2 separate regions of the Mus musculus genome follow, and region 2 is linked to region 1. The links are chromatin contacts, called in public promoter capture Hi-C maps. All regions are on one chromosome and are shown on one strand. The core of a region is the stretch at or near the end of the contact, and the rest is flanking DNA. Distances in the headings are between cores, read along the strand shown. Region 1 overlaps Enpp3 (ectonucleotide pyrophosphatase/phosphodiesterase 3). Region 2 overlaps Epb41l2 (erythrocyte membrane protein band 4.1 like 2).

The links. Capture Hi-C pulls out chosen DNA fragments and counts their contacts.
Region 2: a promoter capture Hi-C map of adipose tissue shows a contact between it and region 1, with 2.8 times the contacts expected there. The contact joins two enhancer-like sites. A contact is called at or near these places in 2 of 9 other capture datasets (adipose tissue and embryonic stem cells).

What each region holds. Positions count from the first base shown.
Region 1 is chr10:24,807,006-24,813,219 of GRCm38.p6, forward strand. Enpp3 (ectonucleotide pyrophosphatase/phosphodiesterase 3) reads right to left here. Exons shown (of 25, transcript NM_134005.2): 7 at 2,849-2,928; 8 at 1,073-1,192; 9 at 441-550. Among named protein-coding and RNA genes, the nearest start is that of Enpp3, 26 kb to the right of the region's middle. Within about 2 kb of position 3,771, at least 14 of the 459 cell types and tissues checked have an H3K27ac peak or open chromatin away from gene starts, as enhancers often do. A contact at or near this core is called in adipose tissue, where this site is marked.
Region 2 is chr10:25,506,715-25,512,960 of GRCm38.p6, forward strand. Epb41l2 (erythrocyte membrane protein band 4.1 like 2) reads left to right here. Exons shown (of 20, transcript NM_001199265.1): 18 at 1,063-1,143. Among named protein-coding and RNA genes, the nearest start is that of Smlr1, 26 kb to the right of the region's middle. Within about 2 kb of position 4,052, at least 13 of the 459 cell types and tissues checked have an H3K27ac peak or open chromatin away from gene starts, as enhancers often do. A contact at or near this core is called in adipose tissue, where this site is marked.

The DNA of each region.
Region 1 (6,214 bases), core at 2,521-5,020:
CACACAGGCACCCATCCATTCTGAGCTCTTCACTCTAGATGTGATCAGCTGTCTCGTGCTTCTGCTTCTGTGGCATCTCTCAGTGACAAGATTTCAACCCAGAAGTTCAACCTTAAATAAATACCTTTCTTTCTCCTGTAAGTTGCTTTCCGTCATGGTATTTAACCACAGCAACAAAAACAAAACTACAACCGCAGACACAGTGCCTGCCACTGAGCTGAATCCAGAACCTGTATGATAGAAGAGAACTGACCCTCTACACACACACACATACACACACTTGCACAGATACAAACACACAAGCACACGCATGCACACATATGCACATACATACACAAACACACACACACAAATCAATCTTTAAGGCAAACAAATAAATGAGGAAAGCGGTCTACAGATCCCTGCCTAGTTAGATCCTTATGGGAAGGCCCTTTGCCTACTTGCTGTAATTCCTGTAGATGGTAGGGAAGGAGCCATTGACAGCCACATCTGATCCCGGCCAGTAGTAGCAAGCAGCTTTTAAACCTTGATACATTGCCGTTAGCCAAATCTATAAAGAGTGAAAGACAACAGGATAATTGTTTAAGAATGAACACTATAACCTCCTGCTAACAACTATTTTGACTGAGAATTTGTTCTTGTTTTTACAGTAAATTAAAATGTATGATTGGTCAATCTCCTCAACAATAGAACATGGAGTAAGGTAGTAACAGTTCATTATTTCTCCCACATCGATAGAATCGTGCGCGTACTTCTTCACCTTTGAAGGAATTGCAGAACAGTATGGGGGAAATTAGCTATCTTTTTGAGCAAAGTTGAATATGGGTCAGTTGATGATACAAGACCAAATGTCAACACAAAACCACCTCAGTAAGCAGCCATAAATTTAAAAAAAAAAAATCAAACCATTATAATAAATAAATAGTGGTAAAATCTTCACATCTTCAGCCATTAGAAACTACATGAATGGCGAGAAACTCGAGTAGACTGAGAACACCGAGCCATTGTTCATGAAAGCAGAGGCCAGGAGGCCAGGAGGCCAGAAGGCCAGGAGAGTGAGACTGGTACATACCGGCTGCCCGCTCCACCAGGCGGGATTGCTTTTCTCCACTGAAGAAAGGGAAAAATTCTTGTTGAGGTGCACGTCATACATGTTGTTGTCAATGATGCCGTGTGACTCCGGATACAAACCCTATAATTTTTAATCACAAAAATAAGATTATGAAGTATGCTTTAGTAAACGATAGGCAGACTGCAATAGCGACAGATCTCTACTCACACCTAGGAAGAACGGTACACTTTTCAATGGAACAGATCTGAAACTAAAGTGTCAGGAAGACGCAGCTTCTTACCCTCCATGTCTCTTGGCCTCAGCTGCAGCTAGCAGCAGATGGTTCGTTCTGACTTCACTGTTAAATGTTTAACTGTTACACTGTTAAATGTCCCCCAGAGGCTCGGTTGTTTTGACACTTGGCTCCTGGTGCTTACACTGTTAAATGTCCCCCAGAGGTTCAGTTGGTTTGACACTTGGTTCCTGGTTGAAAGTACTATTCTGGGAGAGGGTAGAACCTTTAGATCAGTGGTTCTCAACCATCCTAATGCTGTAACCCTTGACTACAGTTCCTCCTGTTGTGGTGACTGCCAACCTCAAAATTATTTCATTGCTACTTCAGAACTGTAATTCTGCCACTGTTACGAATCGTAATGTTAAGTATCTGATATGCAGGATACTTGATATGTGATCCCAAGGGGGTTGCAAACCACAGCCTTAGAGCCACTGCTTTAGAAGGTAAAGCCTCGATGGAAGAAGGGGGATATAGGTCACCAGTACAGGCCTGGACAGGAGGTGTGTTTATATATTTACTTTCTGTGCCTGTGCATGTGCATGTGTGCTGTGGGTTATGTACATGCTACGTAAGGGAAACACAGGGAGGTCAGAGGGCAACTTTGAAGAGTCATTTCTCTCCTTTCACTATGTGAGTCCTGAACACAGAACTCCTGTTCTCAGGCCCGTGTCAAGCACCTTGACCAGCTGACCATCTCGCCAGGCCTTGGAATTTTATACCCCTGTCCTACTTCCTGTTTTCTCTCTACTTCCTGAGTACGCGTGAGCACGACCAAGCAGCCTCTAGCTCCTGCTGCCGCGCCATCCACTGTGTCAGGATGGATCCCTTCACACTGTACTCCAGAATGAGCAGAGTGCTTCATGCTTAAATGGCTTTCTGTCTGCTATGTTGTTCTAGCAATGAGCAAAATAACTAACATACTGTGTAACACAAAAAAGCTAACATCTCTTGCATACTTAATTACCTGCTTGCTACCCATGTTTTTTCATTTAATGAGGAGAATCTATTTGCTTTGGTTGTCTTATCTTTTTTTTAAAGTCACTAGAATGAGTCCACTTATGAAACAAAATTTCATCAAGTAAAACTAGCAAATAGATTGATAGATAATAGATAGATAGATAGATAGATAGATAGATAGATAGATAGATAGATAGATATTTGTGTCTAGAATTTTCCACATGTAAGTATCAGTGCTTACAGAGTGCCACACTTCCAGCTGACTTCCAGTTAAGGAAAGAGCAGTGAAAAGATCCAGGAGAAAGGTGTTTCTCACATCTCACAGATTTCTGTGGCCTCACAAAGGTGAGTTAGCCTAATGTGAGGTGTGTGTGGTCAATGGATAGAGAACACCGAGCCATGCCTTTCTAGCCTGGATTCAGTGGTGCACTTATGAAGTGTGTAGCACAAGCTTGCCCAGTTCTTGCTCAATGTGTCCCTATCTGTGTAGTGCAGTCAATTCCCTGCCTGTGGCCTGTCAATTTTCCACTGATCCAAGCACTTACCGTGACAATGGTATAATGATTTGGGAAGGTTTTGGTGGGATACATAGCTCTCATATATTTAGAATGGATTCCACATGTTTCTGTAAGGCAATAGAGTAAGACATTAGGCAGGTGTTTATTGTGGATAACTAAATACCAGCATGTTTTCCAGAAACTAAAAAAGGGGTTAGACATGGAAAGAGGGTGGAATTCTGACCCTGAAACTTTGTCCATTTCTGGGAGTCAAATGGGCTTTTTTTTTTTTTTTCTGGGAAGAGTCAGGAGGCATCGATGTTAAACTTTGCAAGGCCATGTGGTTTCTGCTGTAGCAACTCAAATTCTATTCTTTTCGGGAATGCACCACAGGTGAGCCAATCCATACACAAGGAAACTCACTGAGATACAATAAATGTTACCGGTAGACATCAAAATTCAACTTTTACATGCCACAAGATTTTTCTTCTTCTCTTTTAAATCGTTAAAAACAATCCAGTTCTTAGCATATATGGAGTCAAATGCATTAAAGGCAGAGTTGGCTGAGGAGCCCCAACTTGCTGACCTTTAAGATAAAAATACCCTGAAATACACACTACTGGCAGTGCTTTCTCTTGGTTCCTCGCTTTATGTGTCTGATAGTTACAGTAACAATTTCTACCCAGAATTTGGCTCTCAGCTGCAGTTCCTACATTTAAAATATTGAGCATAACAGAAGTCACCAGTCAACTCTCCTCCGAGGCTGAAAAAGCATTTGAAGTGTACAACTGCAAAAACGGCGGAAAAAAAAAAGCGCCACCTGGTAAAATTCTCAAAGTTCACGCTGCAGCTTGTTATTTTTGGGTCAGTTTCCATCTATTGACGCTTCCTGTTAGGTGTTTTTCACAAAGTGTGGCATTAATTGTGCTCCCATTGTTCTTCTGTTTTCGGTGTGAGCAGTAACCCCAGGAGAGGAGGTCAGACCTGCTGGAGCACACTGCCATTTCCTGTGCAGCGTTAAGGCGAGGAGTGTTTCCACACCCAGGTCTCACGACCTCGAATTCTCAAAGCCCACTCTCCCATTATAGATTCCATCTAAGTTAAAACACAACGTGAAATTGGTCAAGGGCCAAAATGTCACACGCTCTGCAGCTGAAAACAACGCTCTCCCAAACAGCCTTGAGTTTGCTCAACTTCCCAGCCATGGTTTGTTTTTAATAAGATTCAGAAGTGTCCCCCATCAGACTCTGCTGGAAATCCATCTTGAGTCCGCTGTGTACAGCCCTCGATGCAAAGAGGGGAGGTGGAGGTTTCTTCTGCTTTGGACGTTATAAACTCAAATTACCATGAAGTTCTATGATAAAATAAAATGAGATTTAATCTACTTTCACCATTTAAAGAATGACATGGGAGAAAAAAAAATGAACAGGAAATATAGAGTCAGTTTCTGTTTTTATTTCCTTAGAAAATGGGTGGGAGGACTCAAGTTTGCAAATGCCGGAAGAAACTGGGTATTAATGAAGTGTAACTGAGCAGCCCCGCCCTAGGTATGTAATGCCCTAATCAGGACCCACCTGAAACTGTCCTCAGACTCGTCTATTGCTTTGTGTCCTGTGACTTAGCCAGGACACTAGAGGACAGCCTGCAGAAAGCATGGCCTCCCTGCAGTGTGTTTCTTCTGAATCTAAATAGAAACTTAAATTTAACCTAGATCCAACAGAAAGCCTCTAGCCAGACATGATGGCTTGCTTCTGTAGGAAAAGGAAGGCTATCAGGACAAGGTTTTGTTTTGACTACAAAACGTTGCCTAGAAAATATTAATTTTGTAACATAATTTATAGAAAAAAAACATTTTCAGAGAAACAAAAATCTAGGGCAGATGGCTCAGTTAGCTTCGTGAAGTTGAGAAAGCAAGTTTGGATCTCTAACACCCACATAAAAAGCAGGGCATGGTGGTATGCATCTTTAAACCTAGACTCGGGAGGCCAAGATGGGCAGATCTTTGAGAGGTCACCTGCCAGCTTGTCTTGGTGAACTGATGTACTCCAAATAAATTGATTGAGGAGAGTACCTGGTATCAGCTTCTGGCTTCTACATATAAGAGCACACGTATTCATGTGCATGTACAAACACTCAAGAAAGGAAAGAAAATGCTAAACAAACATAATCCAAAAATGCAAACAGGATAAGAATGCATAAGCAGGCTTACAGCCTCTACAACCATAAGGACAGATATGAGCTTCAAAGCAATCCTAATAAAATATGAACAAGACCTTGCCACAGAGTGACAACATACAAACAGTTCAGCAATAGCCACAGACTGGAGACGTGCCTTTTGATTGTTTACAAACCTTGCTTGTACCTTCCGAGAAGACTCGTCAAATGGCTAACCTGTTTTATATCCAGAATTCAGTGGAACCCGGAAAGTGTGTATGTGGGGGGGGGCGGTGTTGATCCTCCCACTAATTGCAAGTTGCGTGCCTAAACTCGTTACACACAGAGAATAGATTAAAGAGAGGTTGATGCTAGGAAGCTGAAGGAGGAGGAAGCCGTGTTGCTCTTCGTCCCACAAGTGCAGCCATTCAGTAGCAACACATGCATCAGTCCCTTCCGTGGGAACTCCAGAACCGTCCTCAGAGGCTCCAAAAGACAGGCACAGCCACATGGTAACTGCCACAGTCCCCTCTCAAACAGCATGGTTCTGTATCCCACGAGATCCTCTGGGAACCTCGAGGTTCCAGCTTTCCTCAGGGGGGAAAGAGAATTAGAACATCCTTCTAATGGCCAAACTTCCCAGCTAAACTCCAAGTGGCAAGTTTTTCTCTCGCCGGTTTTGAAGAGCTGGGGTGACCCAGCATATTCTAATTCCCCAGGAATCAAAGAAAGTAAGAAGGATGAACTAGTCTGTGCACATTCACCCAGTTCCTCATGTTGACTAAGCTCAGTGTGAGTAAGGAGTGGACCCCAGTCCAGAGACTTCCCTGGATTACATCTAATCCCCCGTCTTTTCAGGGTTTCTGCAGAAGAATGGCCTCTGAGCTGTCCACTGTCTAAGTTACTTTTCATGAGAAGGAAATAATAAACCTAACAAAAGCAGCTTAAAGGAAAGGGGATTTATTTTGGCTCACAGTCCTTTGTTGTAGGAAATTCAAAGCCACAAGAGTTTCAGGTACTTGGTCACATTGAATTCAAAGTTAAAAAACAGAGGACAATGACTGCCTTTCCTTCTCTGGGTTTTTTCTTTTCACACCATTCAGGATTCTACCTCGGGGAATGGTCCTACCATTCTGTATAGGTCTTGCCACTTGATCAAGACAAATCCCCCAGAAGCATCCCTAAAGTCCCAGCTCCCAGATGGTTCTAAATCTCATCAAGCTGACAACGGAGTATGTAAGCTAAAAGATGTATCTATTA
Region 2 (6,246 bases), core at 2,802-5,301, 700 kb after region 1:
AGGAGGAAGCGTCTAGCTGACTCTGCCGCGTGTCAACGCATTCAAGTCTGACTTTCCAGCATTTCACTTTGCTTCTGCTTTCACATTGGATTAGTGCTTAATGGTCTTAGACGTATTTGCTATATCCTTTCCACCCATGTTTCTGGACAATAATTTAAAGAAGCAAACAAAAATAGCAGGAAATGTGAGTTAGAAATGAAGTGAATGCTGGCTCTCATTCTAACATTGTAAAGCTAGTGGTGAGCATTGCTTCTCAGTTACGTGCCACTGCTGGGACATGGTGTGTGAATTCTGATGGTTGTAGAGGTTGCCTGTGTGCCTGCTCAGGACGCTGGTATTGGCTGTGTTCTGTTTCAAAGATCTCAGAGCATCTCCAGCATGCCCCGGGTACTCTTGAGCTGCACCTGAGCAGTAACCCTCATGAGTCCATTCATTCATGCAGGGCCTCGGTCACCCTAGTCTTCTGCATAGCCGGTGCACAACCACACATGGAAGCAATCATCAGTTCAAACCTTTAATGAAAATCTCATTTGCTTTCTTTGTCTTAAATCAAATGCGAGTATTCTTTTTGGTTGCTCTAAATTGAATGAACTCACGAAATGAATTTGTATGACTGGAATCAAGCATCAAAACTGTAGTATCAAACGATTTCCTAAATGTAAAACCCACCTAAAGTATTTGTAGCTCTACAAATCCCAAACAGGTTTTTCTTCTTTCTACTATTCTTTTTACAAGGTGGCCAACTGACAGGGAAGAAACATGGGGAATGTAGTAGATTACCCCAATGGAAACACTTGGATTTTAAAATGGCATCTGTTCCATTTTAATCTCATCAGAATGTTGGTATTTTGGGGGGCTGCTGTCAATCAGAGGACACGTATGATGCTGCATGATTTTAGCAATAGGACTCTGTGTTGAATTAAGTACAGCACAGGCAAGATCTAGAGCCCGAGTCTTGCACTGCTCTGTGTTCTGCTCTTAAGATGGTGACAGGTGGAAGCTGGGCTTGGCCTTTAGTCTCTGCTTGCATCTCCAGTTATTGTGTCTTCTTTCTGACCTTAGACTGTGAAAGGTGGGATCTCTGAAACACGAATTGAGAAACGCATTGTGATCACAGGAGACGCAGCTCTGGATCATGATCAGGTAAGCACCTTTCCTGTCACGTCTGTGTGTGGTTGCTTCCTGGTACATCCTGGGTATCGTCCAAGTTCCCTCCTTAGAGGGGAAGGACACTTCTGAGCCTGGAGTGTCCCGCCCTCTAGAGGTCCCAAGTACATCGGCACAAAACATGCTGTATTCTTCATCATCCACTGTGATGACATGCAAGAGAGGGAGGGCTTCTGGTGACCAGGGAAGGGCTTCCCATTGGCCTGGTTTAAAGACAAGTCGTCACATGTTGTAAAACAATGGCAGTTACTGATGTCCCTAAAAATCAAACAGAGCAAAAGCCACCAACACTTCTCATGCCTAGTTGTTAAATATTTTCAAGGCATTTTTAAAGCAAAGGAAGAAGTTGGGCTATTGACTACTAAGGACTTTTCCCTGTTATAATTTGGAGTAGTAGAGGGAAGAAAAGATTATCTAATATTTCTCTCAAGATGAAAATGTATTGATCTCAGAAAAAGAGTAACTAATAAGGTCCTCTTCTTCAAAATTGATACATTAATTACAAATATCAAGCAAAACATTCAGTCTCACTCTGTTGTTTTTTTTTACAAGCCACCTCCCAAATTAATTGTCTATGTTTCTTTTGGCTGTATAAATAATTTTGAAATATGTTAGTTGTTCTGAAAACTATAGTACAGGATAAAAACATCACATAAACAATCCTACTACTAATAGAGAGGCTGAGATAGGAGAAGCATGATTTCAAGACCATTATGTGGCACACAGTAAGACCCTCTCATATACAAATAAGAAGTGTATATAGATTGTACAATATTGGACCTATTTCTCTCATTACCAAATTAAAGAGATCAGTGGATGACAGCCAAGAAATTTCTAATTCCTCATATTTTTGAATTTCAATTGTTTAGGATATGTTAGTAATATTAACTTTCATATTAAGAGATATTAAGGAAACGCGATTGTTCCTTCCTGTTATTTTTTGTTAGAGGTGGAATTATGTTTGTGTGGGTTTGTTGATTACTTTCTTGCTTTTTCTAGGGTGTAGTTTTGCTCCTTATGTTGGTGTTTTCCATCTATCATTCTTTGTAGGGCTGGATTTGTTGAAAGAAATTATGAAAATTTGGTTTTGTCATGGAATATCTTGTTTTCTCCATCTATGGTGATTGAGACTTTTGCTGGGTATAGTAGCCTGGGCTGGCATTTGTGTTCTCTTAGGGTCTGTATAACATCTGCCCAGGATCTTATAGCTTTCATAGTCTCTGGTGAGAAGTCTGGTGTAATTCTGATAGGTCTGCCTTTATATGTTACTTGACCTTTTACCCTTACTGTTTTTAATATTCTATCTTTATTTAGTTCATTTGTTGTTCTGATTATTATGTGTCGGGAGGAATTTCTTTTCTGGTCCAGTCTATTTGGAGTTCTGTAGGCTTCTTGTGTGTTCGTGGGCATCTCTTTCTTTATGTTGGGGAAGTTTTCTTCTATAATTTTGTTGAAGATATTTACTGGCCCTTTTTACTCTTTTTCTGAAATGAGGTGTCTGTGCCATCCTCCAAGCAGAACCACTGTTCATTGAAACAGTTGATGAACGACTTCATGGATACACCTTCTTAATACACACCCCATTTTTTAAATGAATGTAACCTGTTCCCTGTGGTCCGAGAATGATGACAATCACTTTAGTCAAATAACTTTGTCCATAGCAGGAAATCTGTGTCCAAATAATCGTGCCTACAATTCATTCCTTGGCGCAGCAGAACTGTCAACTCTTAGCTTAGCTACTGTGGAGGTAAAATCCTTTGGTGATGTGAGGGACATTGAAGTACAGCCTTCTTACAATGAACTCCAATGTCTAAAAATTGTCCTTATTTTGTGTTTGTACCACAGTTAAGAGCCAAGATTTTAAACTCTACTAAAAACAAAACAAAACAAAACAAATAAACAAGCAAGAAGACTTTACCTATTTATGTTCATTTAATAACATGTCCATCATTTTTATGATTGGTATAAAATATATATTGTGTTGAATAAAGTAAAAAATAAAATAAAAAAAGAAAATGTATATTGATTCTATTTATTTGTTTGTTTGTTTGTTTATATAAGTGCAGTGCTTGTTATAACAGTTATAAAGAGGTAATAATGAGCTGCTTGATGCTTGATTTTAGACTGTAGTCCCAAATGATGAGAAGAGTTGTTTGCTGCCTTCCTCCTCCTCTTTCTCTTCCTCCTTCCTCTTCCCTCCCTTCCTTCCTTCCTTTTCTTCCTTTCTTGTCTTTCTAGCTCTCTGGCTTTTCTTTCTTTCTTTTTTTTTTTAAATGATTTTTAAAAAGGAGAACAAGGTTTTTGGGGGGTGTTGTTGTTGTTTCACAACTTGAAGAAAGGAAAAGAAGTGTTTAGTGGATTGCTTCTGCTGGAGAAGAGGAACAAATGGTAGACAAAGCTTTGAACACAGCATGGTCTCCAAGAAGGCCACTGTTAGATATAAGAACTGCGTGCTTGAGAAAGGCTCTGTGTGTGATGTTTGTAAGCATGGTATTTTAATTACATGTTCCATAATTTACGGGGATTCGTTTGCTTGTTGGTTTGTTTTGGTTTTGGTTTCTGAGGGTTAGAGATAAAGTTGTTGTGGGCGCTCAGTGTGAACTTAGTGTGAGGGGTTTCTAGGAGCTGCCTAGTACACTCATCGTGGACAAGAACCTTGTCTTGGAAGTGAGGCTCCCAGTCTCCCAGACTGTCAGCGGTGCGCGGTCCACTGTTGTCCTCTGGAATCTGGACACCCCTGAACTGGAGGTGGTGCTTGCCTGACTCTTATTTCCCTCTGGGCTTCTTGCTCAAGAGCTGTTTGCTAAGTTCCTTCAGCATTCTAAGCAGGAGAGTGTGAATGTTCCCAGCCATCGTTTCTTTAACTCTCCCCAAAGTGCAGGCCTTCCCATGCTTTGTAAGGACTTTCCCAGCTGAGCAGTGCTGGGTTCAGTTCTGTGTTTCACCTTTTATAGCCTGTTCGCCTTGAAAACTCGTGTTTATGTAGCATTGCTTGTGAAAGGTGAATATAACAAATGTGAAGCATATGGGTAGGAAAATAACACAACCCCAATGTAGATGACTCGGCAGGCTTACCTGCCTGTGAGACCGGGCTTCTCCCAGGCCTCAGCTCTGCTAAAGTGAGGTCCGACCCGGACACTCCCCACCAGGAGCCTGCGGCACGTTCACATCCTCCTTAAAGCTATGTAAGCTTAAATGAAAATGGCTTTCTTGCCAAACAATGATGCTGATTACATAGTGACCCTGGGTGGTCATTCACACGTTTTCTACATCCCCTTCCTTGTGTTCAGAGGAATCTTAGGCTATTCCTTTCTATGAGCTACACACAAAGAGAAACACCTCCTCACGTTGGTATGTCTGCGAGGCGTGCTCTCTTAGGGTCCAGCTCAGCAGCTCTTCCTTCTGTGCTGGGCATGAATCCTGCTCCATTCTGGGAGTAAACAACCTGTTGTTTCTCTTCTGAGCACATTTCTTCCTAATACAACAGTTCTCAGTCTGGTGCAGTGGTGCGGCCTGTTGTTCAAGGTCCGCTCTCAGGAGACTAGATTAGACGGAACCCATGAAGTTCAAAACTAACTGACTCTACTGAGACTCATGCTCACAGTTTTTTCCTGTGATTTTGACAGTGATATTTTCTCATGATCTTTATTATTGCCATAATACATGTTGTTGCATTTAGCTTCTTGAGTTGATATGGAATGAAAGGGTTACAGCCATAATTTAAGATATGGGCTGAAGAGGTGGCTCAACGGTTACAGGATGCTGGCTTTTCTTCCAGAGGACCTGAGCTTGCTTCTCAGTGCCCATCTGGTGGATCATCACTTTTTATAACTCGGTCTAGGAGACCATACACTCTGTCTGGCTTCCAACGACACCAGCATACATGGGTATACAGGCAAACATGCAGGCAAAAATACCCATGCACATTCAGGCGTCAGGTATTGATTATGGCTCTTAGTCTTCCCCTGTGCTTATTAGCTGTACCTGGTTTAATGAGCAAAGCTTCAAGGTGTGCTCCATAGCCTTGCATCAGAGAGAAGCTGTACTGTGATCCGGCAATGCATTTGTCTCCACAGACAGGCCCCCGGGGAAAAGAAACACTGCGCTGCGTTTTGCTGTTTCCAACTACCTGGTTTCCTTAAACAGTGAGAAGACCTGTACCTTAAAGGATTTTTCCTCCCATTTAGAATTCTTTCCAAGACTTTGTTCTTGTATGGTTTTGTTTTCTTTATTTTTCCTCCAAACCTTCTTTACAAATAAAATTGGCAATAATTAAGAAAGATATGTCTCTCAAAAATAGGGTCTTTCCATGTTACATAGTTTGCTCTCTGATGAGACAGAGGTATTTTTAATCCCTACCTTGTCGGTGGAAGAGACCATGAAGCCGTGCTTTTGACACTGGATGCTCTTCACTTGCTGCTGATGGTGGCTGCCTGTTTGAGTCTTCAGCTGCAGAAAAGGGCCTGCAAGGTCCATCTGCTCTTTGTCTTAGTGATGGCTTCTATTGTTATTGCTGTTCTTTTTTCTGTCTCCTATAGGTTTATAGGTGTTTTTTTCTGTTAATGTTTAAAATTAGATAGCAAAGACTAGGAGGCCTGCTCCCATGTCTTGGAGTTCCCAGCTGTCTGTATGGTGGCTATACTTGAATGTTCATATAAGGCACTACACTTTTGGTTGACATCATTTACGTTCATACAGCAAACCTCAAAATATTCTTTATTGCCTTAGTCTGCACTTCCAGGTAAAAGTTATATAAGGCTCAGAGAAAACTTATGTTCTCCTAATGTGCGTGCAAGCCAAAACTCAGTATAGTACAGTGAGTGCACCCAGTTCCAGGTGAGAACGGGCTTCAAAGCCAGCGAGCTCTCCTCCATGCATCACCCTGCTGAGGTGCACAGGAAGGACAGGAAGTGCAGAACAGCAGGTATTCTTTGCCACGACCCCAATTCAAACAGCCCTGTTACTGTAAAGGAAGGCACAAGAACAGATTGCTGGAGCTTGTGTCTGGTTGATGAAGTTGCGTGTATTCTGCCATCTTTGTGTGGAGCCAAATACTCAGCTCATAGTTGCTTGTTCTTC